Linked DNA regions of Cydia pomonella: region 1 is linked to region 2. A link is a contact called in public Hi-C data. All regions are on one chromosome and are shown on one strand. Each heading gives the region's core, a stretch centred on a gene start, on an enhancer-like site or on the middle of the called end of the contact. The rest is flanking DNA. Distances are from core to core; before and after follow the strand shown.

Region 1 (5,329 bases), core at 1,294-3,793, 180 kb before region 2:
GTATAATAATTAAAATATAGTACTAAATTTTGACGAATGGTGACATAGTGTTCTATGATATAAATAAATATTATAAGACATTATTACACAAATTGACTAAGTCCCACAGTAAGCTCAATAAGGCTTGTGTTGAGGGTACTTAGACAACGATATATATAATATATAAATATTTATAAATACATAAATACATAGAAAACACCCATGACTCAGGAACAAATATACACACGAATACATGCCCTTACCAGGATTTGAACCCGGGACCATCAGCTTCGTAGGCAGGGTCACTACCCACTAGGCCAAACCGGTCGTCAAACTATACTTGGTGTCAATCAAACTATAAAATTATACAACAATCTACCTTTTCAACGTCAAAGCTGGTCGCCGTTAGGTACGACGACGAGCGAAGCGAGGAGGAGTGTTAGGTAGAACTGCGACTATATGGGCAGAACCATATGTCTCGGAAATTGTATTTTTGCTTGTTCATTTTCACTAGGCGTTTATATGAAGTTTATCTGAATCCCTTAGGAACCACAGAGGTTCCAACTCACACTGGCCGCTGCTTTGCGGTAAAATGATATATGTCAACAGACGTAAAGTACGGATGTAGGTCAGTTTGACGCTTAGAAAAATCGATTATGTTCCATGCAAATATAATGTTTAAGTTTTTTTTTATTAATTAGTAATTCAGTGTGGTTAAACTTTCAGCAAACTCAATCAAATAAATAAAGTTTATGAACGATTTGCCGAGGTTTGATTGTGAAACCACACCTTCAATATTATGCTGTTGGTTTTCATGAATAAAAACGTTCTGAGTATAATATAGTATACAGAGTGAACATTATACTGGTTGCCTGTTATGCAAATACATTACTATGCTACTAAACTATAATTACTTTCGAAATTATGCAATTCGTTTTTATTGTATTTGTTTTTATACCAAATCATAATTTCTGCATATCAAAATTATGCAATTCAAATTATGAAAAATGAAATTTCGCAAATTGTTATTATTAAAAACATTACACACCCATATTCTTTTTCTTACGATAATATTACGGAGCTTGCTAGAGGTGAGCCTACCGCGAACGCCGAAGTTCGCAAATTCCGAGCATCTTTCTTATATAAATTAGTAACTAATATAAACGGGACTTAATCGTCATGCATTAAGTTTTAAATTTACCTCCGACATTTCGAGGACTGCGTTGTCCCCGTGGTCTCGGAGAAGACTGGCTAAAGTTAACATCAACATCTTCTAGCCGTGCGAATTTTTCGAACTACCCGCATTTGGTCTTGTTTATTGAACATTTTGAGCACTAGGGATATTACTCTGTCGACACACAACACTAATGATATCCGATTTATCGACTGCCAATATTCGTTCTCGCTTACACATACTAATAACTGGATTCCATGTGGATGAGATTTATATTTTCTGATTAAAATACTTAAGATATATGTTACGATGCCGGACATGTGTTTGAAAATGAATAAATAGCGGCCGTTAGCCGCCACTGTCGAACTCAAAATGGTCACGTTTTTTCATTTGTAGTCTGCCTCATTCACACCCATGGTATGTCTCATCGTAGATCTGTGATTGCAACTAGTTTTCAAATTTGCCACCTTTTTCTACTGACGTTAATGTGTTTCCAACCTATATCGAATCGATTACTTATATATATAATGTTTCAGTATTAAAATATAATGTAAGAACTTAGTCTGGAATGTTTAAGGACTTAGATTTCAATTTTGGCAATTAATTATTGTGTAATAGCTATCATTCCACCAATTTAACCATGCTGAAATAAAGACATACCTAATTAGATAAACTTACTTAAGTACGTAATAAGAATTGTGTAAAACTGATTTACATCGTGCCGACATCATGGTCACCCTAATGAGTTTGACAATTATCGTCATGTATTTTTATCGTAAAATTGAATGATTGTGGTTCACCTGTGAAAATATATACCACAATCAGCAAAACTTTCACTGCTACAACCTGTCACACAACATTTTTTACCCATTTTTTAAAAATGTTTCGCAATTAAATGCTGAGCCCCAGCATTTACGTATTTTGGAAATATCACGAAAATATGTCATCAAGTTGGGGATACCAATTATTATTCAAAGATTCTACAAGTAGACATATTAAAATTAATGTTTTTTTTTGTTGTGCACATGCTTGGTTTAATCAGTTAATAATATTGACATCATAATTATTTACAAATTACTTAAAAGATTTGAGAACCGCACTCTCTATATAGCTCTAAAATAGTATAAGACAGTATTTAATTTCAGTAGCATATTGATATAAATACTACCACAATGGTATGTTTTTAACATTGGTAAATTGGCGAGTGAGATACCGCGCCCCACTTTTGCTATCTCAAGTGGACCGTTTTCTCTAGTCTGATAAGAACACCTTTCTCTCTCGGTGATAAGGTTCAATTTACTATAATAAAAAAAGTTAGAGTGTGCTCCACTTTATATCTCCATGCGTGAAATATAGTCTAATTAGTCTATGATCCAAATCTATAATATCTATGGATAATTTTAATTTGCAGTCGGAAAAGTCAGATGGAAATAGTATTGGAAAATTGAACTAACTTTTCTTTATTACCGGGCTTTTATGGAGCTTTCTCAATAAAAGTCGGTAAATAGTGTTTCGATAAATACCAACTATTTAATTGATACACACATACCAGTGTCCAATATATAATGGCGACTCTATCTTTTGCCAAAAGTTTGGTTAGCCCAGGTAAGATAGTGTTAATAATTCTTTAAATTTACCATTTCAGTAGCTTATATCGTTAATTTAATGATCTTAGGACGTAACTAATGCTACTTGCGCAATACTTGTAATGTTAATTTATTTAAAATACATTTATATCTATATCGGAGTAATGGTTAAGGTTGTGATTATTATGTAAAAGATCAATCAACCTGATTGGTCTTTAATGCATTGCACTATTATAATAGATGCCTTAATTAGTAACGTTTTTTTCTTTGTTTTCATTGTTTTTTGACTATTTGTGACTCTAGATAATTTTTAGGTTAGGATATTGATTAAATTTTGAACTGCACTTCACTAAAATCTGTGTACCTTTTCAGCATTGAAGGTAGTTCTAAAACAAGGGCAATGTTCTCATCTCAGAAATACAGGATTTCCTGGCCTTAGCCCTCTGAGTATTGTATTACGAAGAAACTATGCAGAGAAGCAGGTCTTCGAAAGAACCAAACCTCATTGTAATGTTGGCACAATTGGTCATGTTGACCATGGAAAAACTACCCTAACAGCTGCCATTACCAAAGGTATGTTCTTTTTCATAAGTCAAATAAGGGTTCCCTTATAGATAGTCAAGCACACACACTCAGGCACTGCTTCAGCTGAGAGGCCTTAAAGTGTTACCCATTCAATTGGTTTCATCTTTACTTATATATGCTTATCCCAGATAGGCCAACTTGACCCACCATATTGTTTGCAATTGACATTGCATGGTGTCAAACAAAGGGTTGGCAATGTGCATGTAACACCCCCTCAGTTTCAAGATATACATATGGTGATTGCTTACCATCAGGCACGCCATATAATATAATTATCTGCCACCAATGTGGTATATAAGAAAGTTATGTTACATCTTACACTTAATGGCATAATGGCATTACCAATCTGGCAGTCAGTTCTAGGTGGATATGGGGCGACAGAGCTTTAAATGCTCAGCCAAATTTTAAAACTGGCTACTGGTAGTACACATATCCATTGGTCAAGAGTGAGACTACATACTATTTTACTTATTTAAATTTCTGAAAACAGGCAAGCTAGTGATAACAGAGCTTTATACCTCACCATTGTTAGGTGAACATTGAAAAAGCTTTTTAACTATATAAAACTAAATGATGGTTTCAACTAAATTAAATATTAGTCATGATGGTGGCAAAATATGGTATTTAGAATCTAAGCATTAAGAAATATTTATAATGTTACAGTATTAGCCGATCTCAATTTGGCCCAAAAGAAAGGTTACTCCGACATTGACAATGCTCCCGAGGAGAAAGCCCGAGGTATTACTATCAATGTGGCCCATGTGGAGTATCAGACTGAAAACAGGCATTATGGCCACACAGACTGCCCTGGGCATGCTGATTACATTAAGGTTTGTGCTTGTTAAAACCATTTTTATTTAAATACTAGATTCTATGCAGCCTAAAAAAATCTTAGAGATAATTAATGATTGCAGCATTTTCAAAGATTGTCTAAATCGAAAATATCTTCACACATGTTGTTTTCATTATTCCTCCTCTTTAACACTTTTTTTTTTTCTTTAAATAGCTCAGAATACTCTTTTAAACAGGATTGTTGAATATGTGAGAGTACTTTTTTTAATGGCACTTTCTTTATTTGTGATATTTTCTGTAATGTACTGTGATTTCTACTCAAAATCAAAATCACAAGCCCTTTTGTTCTTCCTATTGCATTACCATAATTCCAGTTGAAAATTGCATGGCAATCTTTGAGACACCTTTTCCTGCTGAAATGGATAGAGCTGGTGACTAGACAGGTCCACACAGAGCGAGCATACATGTGAGGCAATTTCCTTGCCCACAAACCGGCCAGTGAAAACATGCTTCAGCTGTCTGCTCGCTCTGTGGGGACCCGCAATAATCAGAGTAGAAAGTACTTAAAATTCACAGAAAATTTAACAACTGAAATAACTATATTATTTTTTGAGGAATGCTTCATCCAGTGCTCCACTTTCAGAACATGATCACAGGCACAGCCCAAATGGACGGCGCTATCCTCGTAGTAGCCGCCACCGATGGCGTCATGCCTCAAACCCGCGAGCACTTGCTGTTAGCCAAGCAGATCGGTATCCAACATGTTGTGGTGTTCATCAATAAAGTGGATGCGGCTGATCAGGAGATGGTTGAGCTGGTTGAGATGGAGATTAGGGAGCTGATGACCGAAATGGGATATGATGGTGATAAGATTCCAGTTATTAAAGGTTGGTATTTTCTCTGGTTTAGATTGTAATAGTAATGATATGGATATCAATTCTAAGTGAATTTGTTTCATTTTCTATAAAATATAATTAAATATACTATTTAAGACTATTAATCAATTGATGTAAATCTAAAAGAGTACCTAGTCTTTGCCATTAGAGCTAACAAACACATTGATTTTTAACCTCATAAGGCCCAATGTGCATTCTGTTTCAATCTAATTAGAACCTCTCCAGAAACCAAATAAGCAGAATTAATCCCAATTTACCATACAAAAAGGTTCCATTTCAAATTACGAAAATGTTGTATGAGGTTAAACTAGAGATAG
Region 2 (5,246 bases), core at 2,627-5,126:
TGCAACTAACTTTTTTAGTTTGCGCGCTTATGAAATCCACGTTTTTACTTGTTCCAGTTATATGCGCCGTGTGCAAATATTTTAGGGATCACTTTACCACAATAGAAAGGCTTCATTTATGGTCAATTTAATGCGATTATAAAGTATTGGTACCTACATTGTGTATTAAGGGTGGTAAACAAGAACTTACGAACAAGTGTGAATTAAGCCCACGCACACACTTGTGAGGACAAAAAAAGGAGAAATAAATAAAATTCTGCCTTATTTCGGACGGACATTACAGCCCTAGGTCGAAATTTAGGATTTACGGACCGTATCGCCTACGTGTAATAACACCTTTTAGGAGCAGGTGTGATGAAATAGTAAATTATTATTTATTGATTCAAAAAATCAAATTATGATACAAGTGCGCTACGTTAGTCATCACACACGAGGCGATATTGTGCGCAACGCGCAATAAAAAAGCCGATGTGTGTGACGACCAATGTGTATTCCATGCGATGTTTTTCAACGCACTTTCGAGGAAAAAAAAACGCTAAAAGGCTAAAATCTTTCATACTGCCCACCGGCGCCCCCTCCACCTTGCCGCTGGAGTCCGGCGCTCTCCATTACTTTGTTGTAAAAACTACTTAGCAATTACTTAAAATCTGTACAATCTTAACTTGATCGGATTATCATACATTATCGCACTCGTGCACATACATTATCACAATAATATCTAAGATTAAGTATAAAAGCCTAAAAGCGGTTCAGTATTAAGTTCCACGTTACCAGCAAGTGTGTTGAATTTATTAAAGCTCCGCTTGCATGTGTGTGTAAAGTGTTCGAATTGACATTCTATTTTTGAAATTTGCAATATACCTAATGTATGGTATGCAAACTAGTGATTTGCTTATTTTTAAAGTGTGACTATTCCTGTCCCCTATTGTCACGATAAGATATAAAGGGTTGTAGAAATATTTCCATGAGGTTTGCGATAAAGACTCAGATTGTTTATCAACACCAAGACCTTTGGTCATTAAATCATCTAGTGTGCATACCTAGAAAACTACATGGTTGTGGTTGACAAGTTCACAGCAACATTAATAGTTAAGAGAGGTATGGGCAATGTGAATGTCATCTCGCCTTGTGTGGTAGGGCACAGCACAGCAGATGTCATTCCAGATCTAGAGCAGAGCCCAACTGGGGAAGTACCTCCACCGTACAGAAAACCGCAGCCAAATAACACTTGACCCTACTCATAGTGTTGTGTTCCTGCCGGTGAGTAAGGTTGCCAGAGCTCAACGAAGGGGGTGGGGTTAGGGTCGGCAACGCGCATGTAACTCCTCTGGAGTTGCAGGTGTACATAGGCTACGGAAACTGCTTACCATCAGGCAAGCCGTATGCTTGTTTGCCACCGACGTAGTATAAAAATAAAATAAAAAGTTATTTGTTTTACAAGGGGGCAAAGTTGTTGTTTAACCCCTCGTGCTAATATTGATACCCGAGCAAGCGAAATATTCCAAAATTGAACCACGAGTGTAGCGAGTGGTTCGAGAAGTAGAATTTTGAGCGCTGCGAGGGTTTCAAGGCACGAGGGTTAAACAAACTTTGCCTCCGAGTGAAACACAACATTTCACCACACCAACGCGAGGAAAATAATAACTATGATATACCAAAAAAACAAACCAAATCAAATCCAAATGAACGTAATTAAATATTTATCATCCAAAATCATCATTTAAAAGTCAATTCTACCAGCTAACATAAGGAAACGACTTAAAATTTGCATCGGATTACTTTGCCCCACATTACATGTGGATAAAATGCAACTTTCTCATTAGTTTTTGAATAATCAAGAGGGCCTTTACCAGTTGGTGTGGTGAAAAATAAATTTGAAAGTAGGTATGTATTTAAATCAAAAACTCTGAGCACCTATAACGAGTTTTTTTGCAAACTGTAGAACAATACGCAAGAAGGGCTTTGCTCAAGTTTTTCACCTTTTTACATACGATTTAGTAAAGTAGGTAGTTTCTCGTATGTAAAATTCGTTTTTAAATACTACTTCATACGTTAAGACGAAGGTGGAGGACCTGCGCGAAATCGTCTTATATGTTTTTCGCACATCATTTTACAATAATCAAAAAATCGAAAAAATCAAACATAACTATGGTTAATATACATCACATTATGTAAAAATATTTCCCATAATGTCAAGATCCAGAGGGTAAAATGGGGACTACGTTTGTAATGGAGAAGCGGCCGTCCCCTTTCCTCTTAAGACGAAAGTTGAGGACCCGCGTGAAATCGCCTTTTCATACAAACGTACTCCTCATTTTCCTCTCTGGATATTAACATTATGATAATTTGATGTATTTTGAGCATAGCATAACGGTCGGGCGTTTGATTTTTATCGATTTTTACTTTATTATAAGAGTAAGGAGCTTTTGAAAATTTGTATGAAACCTGTTTTTCGTTTCCTAACTCTTATAATAATATATAAAAAATCGAAAAAATCAAACGGTGGGGCATAGCTTTGACTAAACTACATCAAGTTGTGTAATTTTTTTTCCATAATGTCAAAATTAATATTAGCCGCCCTGTGGTTGTGGTCCGTCACGACCCCATAATGTAAACAAACAGGTTCACTCTACTTACAGCTCGATGAATAAACCAGTTCGTATTTGACGGCCCAAAAGCTCTGTCGTTTTATTTATAAATACCTAAGTGCCTATATAGCTAAATATATACCTAAATCATACTAATTATCTCACCCCTTCTGTCATCAATATCAATGTTTGTATGGAGAATCGATCGTCTCTTTTCCTCTTAAGGATGCGTTTAGATGAATTAGATGTCATGCTTTGCCGTGACGATGGTAAAACGTGCCGTCTCGGCGTGGTCACGCGTGGTCGTCCCCGATAAAGTATAAAAGCCTAAAAGCAACTAATCGCTAGGTACGATTAGTTGCTTTTAGGCTAACTAAAAATATAATTAAACCACTCAAATATTTTCGTCTTTTATTCAAATTATAGAGAAATAATAAATTATTAAAGTAAATCCTTATAAATTATTAAACTATACTATTGTTAAAGATTTCATTCAGGCTTTGTATTTTCTTCATCAGAGTCTACTGGAGTTGCAGCTGTTGTGGTTGTTAAAGCGGCGGCTTGCTTTTTAGCCCAAGCAGTTGGGTCCATCATTATGTACTGCATGGGGTAATAGGAAGCAGGCCAATAGGATGTCGGGTACGGAGCAATCGCATTGTTGTTAGACGCATCCTCACTACCTACACCAGCATCTTTTAAAACCTTCAAAGCGCTAGAGTAGGCGGCCTGCACCATATGGGGGTACAAGTAATTGTATGGATATTGAGGCACAGCAGAACCCGAGGCAATCGTTGAAGCCTCTGGCTTGGTAGCAGTCGCCGGAACTGCTTCAGACTTGGGAGACTGAATACCAGCATAGCCATATGATGAAAAACCAGATTCAGCAGGAAGACCGTAGGCATATTTTGCAGCCGGGCCTGTGATTGCGGCACGTTTTTGAGTACTAGTCGATTCCTCAAGTGGTAGAGCGTTACTTGATAGGGTTGAAAATAAAGGAAGAGCGGTAGGCTGAGGATGTGATCCGGCTGCCAAGAAGTTGACTGGCTGGTCGGTTAACCACTGAGAGCTGACTCCGTTGTCTTCCGTGGCAGCTACGTAGAGGTCTCCTGTAGTGCCATCGCCGGAGGGCTTGATGTAGAGCCCCTGCACTGCCTGATAATCACCTCCAGGCCATGCTAGATGTCCCCTGGCAGAGGCGACAGCCAGTACGAGAACCGCAAATTCCTTATACATTTTTTTGGAAAGTCTAACTTATTGGCCAATGATTCACAAACTTGTAACTTGAATGACGACTTGCACAGGAAATGCGGCATTTTAAAGGAAGTGTAACTGATAACTGTCATCGTTACATCATAAATATCAAGATGAAGATAGGTTATTTCTTAGATTAGTTTTACATGATTCAGTTTTTGATTTGTTGACGGCACGTATGTTTGTTAGATGAGTCAGTGATAAATTCACGTCTTGGAAAATTGTGAAAGAGTTATCAATTATTTTAAGAATATTGCGGGGTAACAACATTAACCAATACTGATAAAAGTGATAAATTGGTTAGAAATAGTTCTTAAATATCTAAATAGCAATCAATATTATTATATCAATTGACTTTATCTGAATACTATAGGTACCTACATGTTTATCTAAGTACGCATTTTGTTTGTAAATACTAACACTAGGTATTATAGCGGCAAAACATTACGTTCATAAACAAAATCGTTGATAATTTAACATTCGAAACAAAAATGGGTCTCTATTGTTTCCCATAAAGTTTTAAGTCATAATGTATTGTTTGCCCGCATTTTCGTTAGCCATAATTTGGTTTTTCTCAGAAACGCGTAACTTTTCAGGAGGATAAAATAAGGAACCTCCTGAAAAATTAACGGTTTCAGAGTTATGACTAATGATAATATGACTTTCAATGATTATGCCAAACAAAGGGGTCCGAAGAAAAATAGTTATTTGTTAAATAGAAAAAGTTGTTGTTTAACCCCTCGTGCTGTATTTGATACCCGAGTAAGCCAATGATTCCAATTTTGAGCGTTAAGAGGATTTTAAGGCACAAGGGTTAAACAAACTTTGCCACCGAGTGAAACTCAACATTTTTCACCACATCAACACAAGGAAAATACCTACTAACTGTAAAACATTTCACTTCAAATCCAAATAAACGTTATTAAATTCTAATGCATCACTTGAAAGTCAATTCAAAATCATCACTTGAAAGTCAATTCCACCAGCCAAAATGAGGACACAACACAAAATTTGCATCTGATTCCTTTGCCACTCTTGTGAATAAAATGCCACTTTCTCAGCAGTTCTTGGAGTATCTTAAATCAAGAGAGCCTTTAAAAGTTAGATCGCAAATTTATCTCTACGTATTTGGGATACACCTTATAAATAGGTACCTACTATAGGTATTGTAAAATGCAGAAAAATCCTCACCTGCTTTTTTTATCTTTGTTTAAAATGTAATATGAAACAGGGATAAGCATTTAAGTAACATTTTGGACCCGGGTATGTCCTTAAACTACGTCCAAAAGAGAGGTATGGGCACTGTGAATGTCATCTCGCTTAGTGTGGTAGGGCACAGCACAGTGGATGTCATTCCAGATTTAGAGCAGAGCCCTGCTGGGCAAGTACATCCGTTTTACAGAAAAC

Evidence for each region. Hi-C and Micro-C count contacts between places; a contact is called where the count stands out from the background.
Region 1: a contact with region 2 is called in a Hi-C map of whole body, with 7 times the contacts expected there. The contact joins the promoter of LOC133521473 here to the promoter of LOC133521499 in region 2. A contact is called at or near these places in 2 of 2 Hi-C or Micro-C datasets (both in whole body).

The regions. Positions count from the first base shown.
Region 1 is chr9:16,274,601-16,279,929 of ilCydPomo1, reverse strand. It overlaps LOC133521473 (elongation factor Tu), which reads left to right and starts at 2,543. Exons shown (of 7, transcript XM_061856452.1): 1 at 2,543-2,758; 2 at 3,112-3,312; 3 at 3,988-4,154; 4 at 4,760-5,003. The coding sequence starts at 2,719.
Region 2 is chr9:16,092,926-16,098,171 of ilCydPomo1, reverse strand. It overlaps LOC133521499, which reads right to left and starts at 3,876. Exons shown (of 1, transcript XM_061856502.1): 1 at 2,987-3,876. The coding sequence starts at 3,821. The coding sequence ends at 3,078.